2 separate regions of the Sus scrofa genome follow, and region 2 is linked to region 1. Evidence: chromatin contacts called from public HiChIP or PLAC-seq data. All regions are on one chromosome and are shown on one strand. The core of a region is the stretch at or near the end of the contact, and the rest is flanking DNA. Distances in the headings are between cores, read along the strand shown.

What was found. HiChIP or PLAC-seq counts read pairs in DNA pulled down with a chosen protein or histone mark.
Region 2: a contact with region 1 is called in an H3K27ac HiChIP or PLAC-seq map of alveolar macrophages. The contact joins the promoter of CYBRD1 here to the promoter of TLK1 in region 1. A contact is called at or near these places in 2 of 47 Hi-C or Micro-C datasets (both in embryonic fibroblasts) and 1 of 2 datasets of contacts at active chromatin or transcription factors (alveolar macrophages).

What each region holds. Positions count from the first base shown.
Region 1 is chr15:77,328,133-77,331,067 of Sscrofa11.1, forward strand. It overlaps TLK1 (serine/threonine-protein kinase tousled-like 1), which reads right to left and starts at 1,416. Exons shown (of 21, transcript XM_001927890.6): 1 at 680-1,416. The coding sequence starts at 818.
Region 2 is chr15:77,647,628-77,650,581 of Sscrofa11.1, forward strand. CYBRD1 (cytochrome b reductase 1) reads left to right here and starts at 1,667. Exons shown (of 4, transcript NM_001128452.1): 1 at 1,667-1,866. The coding sequence starts at 1,674.

The DNA of each region.
Region 1 (2,935 bases), core at 166-2,665:
CTCGCTGGAGAAATAATGCACAAACACGCAGGAGGTGATGGCGAAGGAGAGAAAGTTGCAACCATCTGGAGGAGTGGGTTTAAAAGCCTGCCCACGAATCAGTCTGTCGTTTAAACTGCTCTCGGGGGCCAGGCAGGGGATCAAAGTCGGCTCTAATAATTTCAGCGCCTCTCCCCGAAAGGCAGAGACCTTGCAAGCAAGGGGCATCCTCCAGGTCCCGGGCAGCTAAGCTCGCAGAGCGGGGACCGCCTCTAGGGGAGGAGTGCGGGAGGGAAGGGGAGGGGGCTCGAGGATGAATGCTTCACCCAGAGGGAAAACCCACCAGAGACCGGAGGCCAGGAGGTTAAGAGTACTGAGTGTGCGAGCAAATGGAGCAGAAAGGGGCTCGCGTCCGGGGGGAGACCGCCCACCCCAGCAGGACGGGCTCTTAAGGAACCCAGGCGAATCTGCGCGCCTCGCCTCGCCCCGTCCCCACCAGCGCGCACCCCCTACGTCCGTTTCCTCCGCCGCCCGCGAACCACCACCCACAGCCGGAGCACTATCTCCCCGAAGCCTGGCGGCCCCGCGTACACCTCGCCCCCATCCCCCACCCCAGGGTCGGGGAAAGGAGAACTGAGGGCGCGGGGGCCGGGAGCGGGAGGGGAGACCCGCGAGCGGGCGCGGGCGCGACGGCACTTACCTTCCCTGGGCCTCCCGGATGGCGGCGTGTGATTCAGCAGGGACCTGGCCGCCGCCGCCGAGCCCGGGGTTGGAGACGTGGAGAGCTGGGACCAAGATGGCGGCCCCTCCAAACTTCCACTGCTACTTTGGACACTCATCAAGCTACTTTCTGGGAACCCGACTCCCCCCCTGCGACGGCAGCAGCGGCAGCACACCGGCACCCGCCTCCGTCATGGCGGGGGCCGCGCAGAGGGCGAGCGAGAGAGCGAGGGCAGGGAGGGGAGAGTCAAGGGGATGGGGGGGAGGAAACCGAGAAGGAAGAAGGTGGGGAGGGTAGAGGTGAGGGGAGGAGAGGGGACGGGGAGGAGGAAAAGGGGGAGAAGAGAGGGAGCCGGCGGGCGCGCTGGGGAAGAGGCGGAGAGAACGAGCGCGGCGGCAGAGGCGGCGGAGGCGTCGAGGGGGCGCCCGCCTGGGCCGGGGTCGGAGCGCGGGCGGAGCGCCGGCTGCGCCGGCCGAGACTTCCGCGGGCGGAACCTGCCGGCACCTCTGCAGTGCGTCGGCCCCGGCGTCGCCCGGGTGGCGGCGGCAGCGGCGGCGGCGGGCGATGGGTGGCGGCTGAGACGGCAGGGTAACCTCTGCATCAGTTACAGGCGGCGGCGGCGTCACGCGCCGCCTGTGCAAACACTATCGCGAGGCTCCCGCGCCTCCGGTAGCGGCGGCGGCGGCGGCGGCCGCGGGAGCAGGCTTGGGGGAGGGACCTGCCAGGGGTTGGGGGCGGGGGGAGTGGGGAGGGAACGAGCTAGCGAGGGAGGAGACGCGGGCGACGGGTGCCCCTGGCGCACCCGCGGATCACTACGAGGCGCGGGAGCCGGGGGCTGGCGGACTGTCGTGCGCCGAGGCCGCTTCCCCGCGCCCGCCGGGAGAAGGCGCGCCCCGCACGCGCCCCCGCCGCGCTGCACCGGCTACCGTTCCCGCGCCCGCTCCGCTGCCACCTGACTGCCCCTCTCTCCCGCGGAAGCGCGCCTGGCTCCAGACCCACACCCAGCCTGGGGAGAAATGCTTCAGCTCTCTCTAGGCTGTCGTTTCGCAGGAGTTCGATGTGATCATTTCTCAAAATGGAACTGAAAAGTTGAGAGTTGCTTCTTTCTTGTCTCTCTGTACCGTGCAAACAAAAAAAAAAAAACCAAAAACTTGTGTGCGTTTCCCTGTCTGCAGAATGGGAGTGATTACTGAATGAAAGAGCTAAGAAAATAAGTTAGGGTGGGGATGGAAGTAAAACTTTATGAATGTTTTCCAAAAAGAATCTTTATCCGCATTGTGCATTGTATGTGTGGTCTAGCAGTTCTTTGTTTAAAAACAGTAGGTGGAAAATCTACATAGAAAATTTTGATCACTGAATTCACATATTTAGGGAAACCATCCAGGGTTCATCTTCTGAAAGGTTATGTTTTCTAGAAAGTTCCAGTGCCGCTGCAAATTCCCGAAGCAAATTAGAGCATTTGCTAAAATTTATAGAGTGTAACTTTCTATAGACCCACACAGAGATTGGGCATCTTATACAGAAAAGAGCAGTCTAATGGTTCAGGAAAAATACAGCAAGGTTATTGGTCTCTTTAAAAATACCAAGTTGAGTAGAACACTAAAAAGATTATGATATAAAGCAACTGTATGAGCATGAGGAAATGGCATGATTACCAGGGGGACAAAAATGTCATTTCTATTTTTTATTTTTATGACTTTGCATTTCTCCTAGTAATGTTTTGTTCAGATAAACTATCATACTAGAATAGAACCATGGTTGTCAGTTATCTCCAGAAGTAATTTTAGTTTTCTTATGCTTCAGGTTCTTCAGTGAGTTTTTAGTCATGTACTGTTTTTCAAAGTTAAGAAGTACATCTCACAAATTAAGCAACTTTAGTGAGGTATAAGTAACATACAATAAACTGCACATATTTTAAGTCTACAACTAGCTAAGTTTTGGTGTGTACACAACCCTGAAACCATTTCTACAATCAAGATAGTGAATATATCCATCAACCTCCAAAATTTTCTCTACTCCTTTATGGTTCCTCTTCCACTCCACTTCTCCCCAAGTCATCACAGATCTGCTTTCTATCACTTAGTTTGCATTTTCCAGAATTTTAAATAAATGGAATTGTATGGTTTGTACTCTTCTGGCTTCTTTTTACTCAATATAATTGGCTTCTTTTTACTCAATATAATTATTTTGAGATTCATCAACATTGTTGTATTTATCAATAGTTCATTTCTTTTT
Region 2 (2,954 bases), core at 417-2,916, 320 kb after region 1:
CCAAGGAAGTCTAAAATGACAAGGACTACCTAACCTCAAGGGGGCTGTCTGGGGAGTGGAGACAGCCACAGAAACAGATGGTCACAGCCCATCTTTTTTTTTTTTTTTTTTTTTTTTTTTTTTTTTGTCTTTTGGCCATTTCTTGGGCTGCTCCCGCAGCATATGGAGGTTCCCAGGCTAGGGACTGAATTGGAGCTGTAGCCACCGGCCTATGCCAGAGCCACAGTAACCCGGGATTTGAGCCGCATCTGCAACCTACACTACAGCTCACGGAAACACCGGATCCCTAACCCACTGAACAAGGCCAGGGATCAAACCTGCAACCTCATGGTTCCTAGTCGGATTTGTTAACCACTGAGCCACGACAGGAACTCCGGTCATAGCCCATCTTGATAAGTGTGCAGAAAGGCACTGGTTGGGGAAGTGGGTGGAAGTGTAACACAGGGGCATAGGCAGACCCAGGGAAGGTTTCTTGGTGAAGATGGAGTTGGGCAAATATAGAGACAGAGATATGGGTAGGCAGTGGTCAGAAGCTGGGAGAGAAGCAGTGAACATTAGGGTCAGACCATAGAAAGCTTTATACTGCTGGGAGGGGTCCTTCTTTTCCATTTGCTTCCTTTCTTTTTCTTTCTTTTTTTTTTTACCACAGAGGGGAAAATGACACCAGTGAAGTCCACAGCTTCTTACTCTTAAACCTCAATCTTACCCCACTACCAGTGCTTGACACTCCTACTTCATTGCCTAAAACCTGTCTTTTCCCTTGAAAATCACTCCCATATACCACCTGCACATGCCGAGGTCTTTAAAAATGGCAACACGACAATATGGGAAACTGTTCTTGGAGATGAGTAGGAAGACGGCTAGAAGTGAACTTTTCCATATGCATTCTAGGATCCCTAATCGCCAGAGCCTCGTTTTCTTTAGCAGCAGTGGATAACCTCCAACGCTATTTCTTGTCCAATGAAGAAGGATGAAATTAATGTTGGAAAGAGAGCAGGGAGTGAGTGAGCTTCACTCCACCAAGGTGGGGCTTTAGGCCAAATAGGTTGGAGCAGGTGGTACTTATAAGATCCATTTTTTATCACACAGGGGCAAGTCCAGGCTCCAGGAGGTGTCTGTCTTCCTTTTCTTAAGCACAAGCGGCACCGTAGTTTCCTTGCTAAGGCCAGGTCCACACTATCCCACAAGCTCCTCCTTGGCATCAAACAGAGCCGATCTTCGAGGACTGAGGCTCAGGAGACTTCTAGTCAAAATCACACCCACAACGCCAGTGCGCACCACTGCCTTACTCAGCCTTCCCTCAAATAAGGAAGCGACACGGGAAGAGTTAAAAGAAAGTGGTGGGTATGGACTCCTCCGAACGCTCGCTCGTAACTAACTGGATTGGTTTCTCCAGCTCTCTGCAAATTCAGATGCTGGGCCAGGAGGGGCGCAGCGAGAGCTCTGGGCGGCTACGGGATCCCGAGGGTGGGGCTGGTCTCTGAGCGACCGCCAGCTGCGCACCACCGAGGCCCCGCATCCCCGACAGGCCCGCGAGAAAGCCCCTCCCCCGGGCGGAGACAGCTTCAAGAAGTCGACGCCGCGTCCCGCCGCGGGGCCAGTACCCAGAGGCTGCAGCGGCCGCCGCTTCGTCGAGTTCCTGCGGCTGCCACCGTGCGGAGTATGGGGCACTGATGGCCATGGAAGGTTACAGGGGTTTCCTGGCGCTGCTGGTGTCGGCTCTGCTCGTCGGCTTCCTGTCCGTGATCTTCACCCTCATTTGGGTCCTCCACTACCGAGAGGGGCTCGGCTGGGACGGGACTGCGCTGGAGTTTAACTGGCACCCAGTGCTCATAGTCACCGGCTTCGTCTTCATCCAGGGCATCGGTACTGGCACTTTCTGGGAGGCGGAGGGGCCGGAGGGGCCGGAGGTTCCCGACCGAGCACCCACCGAGTGGGGCTGAGCGAGGGAGGGGGTGAGAGAGCAGCGCTCGGGCTCGCGGGGGGAAGCCGAATCCCCCGGCGCGGCGCTGGAGAGAGGGGGGCGGGTTCCGGGACTTCGGGGCCGCTGGCCCGGCCGACTTGGGCGAGCGCGGGAGTCCGGGTGCTGGGGCGGGGCGCGTGGGGCGGGAATTCACGGCAAGACGCTTAGCGAGGTCGCATGGGCACCGGCGGAGCGGGGAGGGTCGGCCCGAGCACGCCGGCCCGGCTGGGTAACTCTTTGCTGCAAGTGGCTGCAACGCACGACGCACTTGCGGTGCCCCCACGACGCCAGACGCGGGAACGGAGGAAAGCTGCGGGAGTGCCTTGCGGCCCCGCAGCCTTCGACCCCGGAAAATAGCCCCCTGAGGCGCGAGCCTGCGCAGTCAGGGGCGCGGAGATATCTTGAGGCGAGGCCTTGAACTTGCTTCAAGGCTGCAGATGAGGAGAGGAAAACAGCGAGGGGGGGAGGGGAATGAAGGGGCGAGAATTTGCCCCTTCTTTTATCTCGTCCTCAGTCCTGAGCGAAGGGGCCAGTCAGCGGTCGGCGGGTAGCCAAGGTGGGTGAAGAAAGCATCAGTTCTGGTTTCACGCCTTCTACAGCGTTAAACTCAGTCGAGCCCGAGAAGCTGCCAGGACTCCAAAAGGGTGTTTCGCTGCCAGGCTTGGTCATTGGACAGTCTTGAGTCCGACTTGTTTTTGCGGCTGCTGACTGGAGAAAGTTCGCCTGCGGGGCTTCCGGTTGGGCGCTGGCCCGGAACGCGGGGCGGAGGATGCCCGTAAGGGGTCCGCAGCGGGCCGTGGCCGCCCTGCTGGGAGAGATGCTTCTGCTTGGGACATATTTGGGGCTTGCTCCGTCGGCCTGCATTCTCTGGGATGTGGCTGGCGCCGAGGGAGGGCTCGGTGGATGGCATTTTGGAGTTTTGGTTTTTGGGGGGGGCTTTTTTTGAGATATTATTGATATATTAATTTCAGGTGTATGACAGTTATGGAAA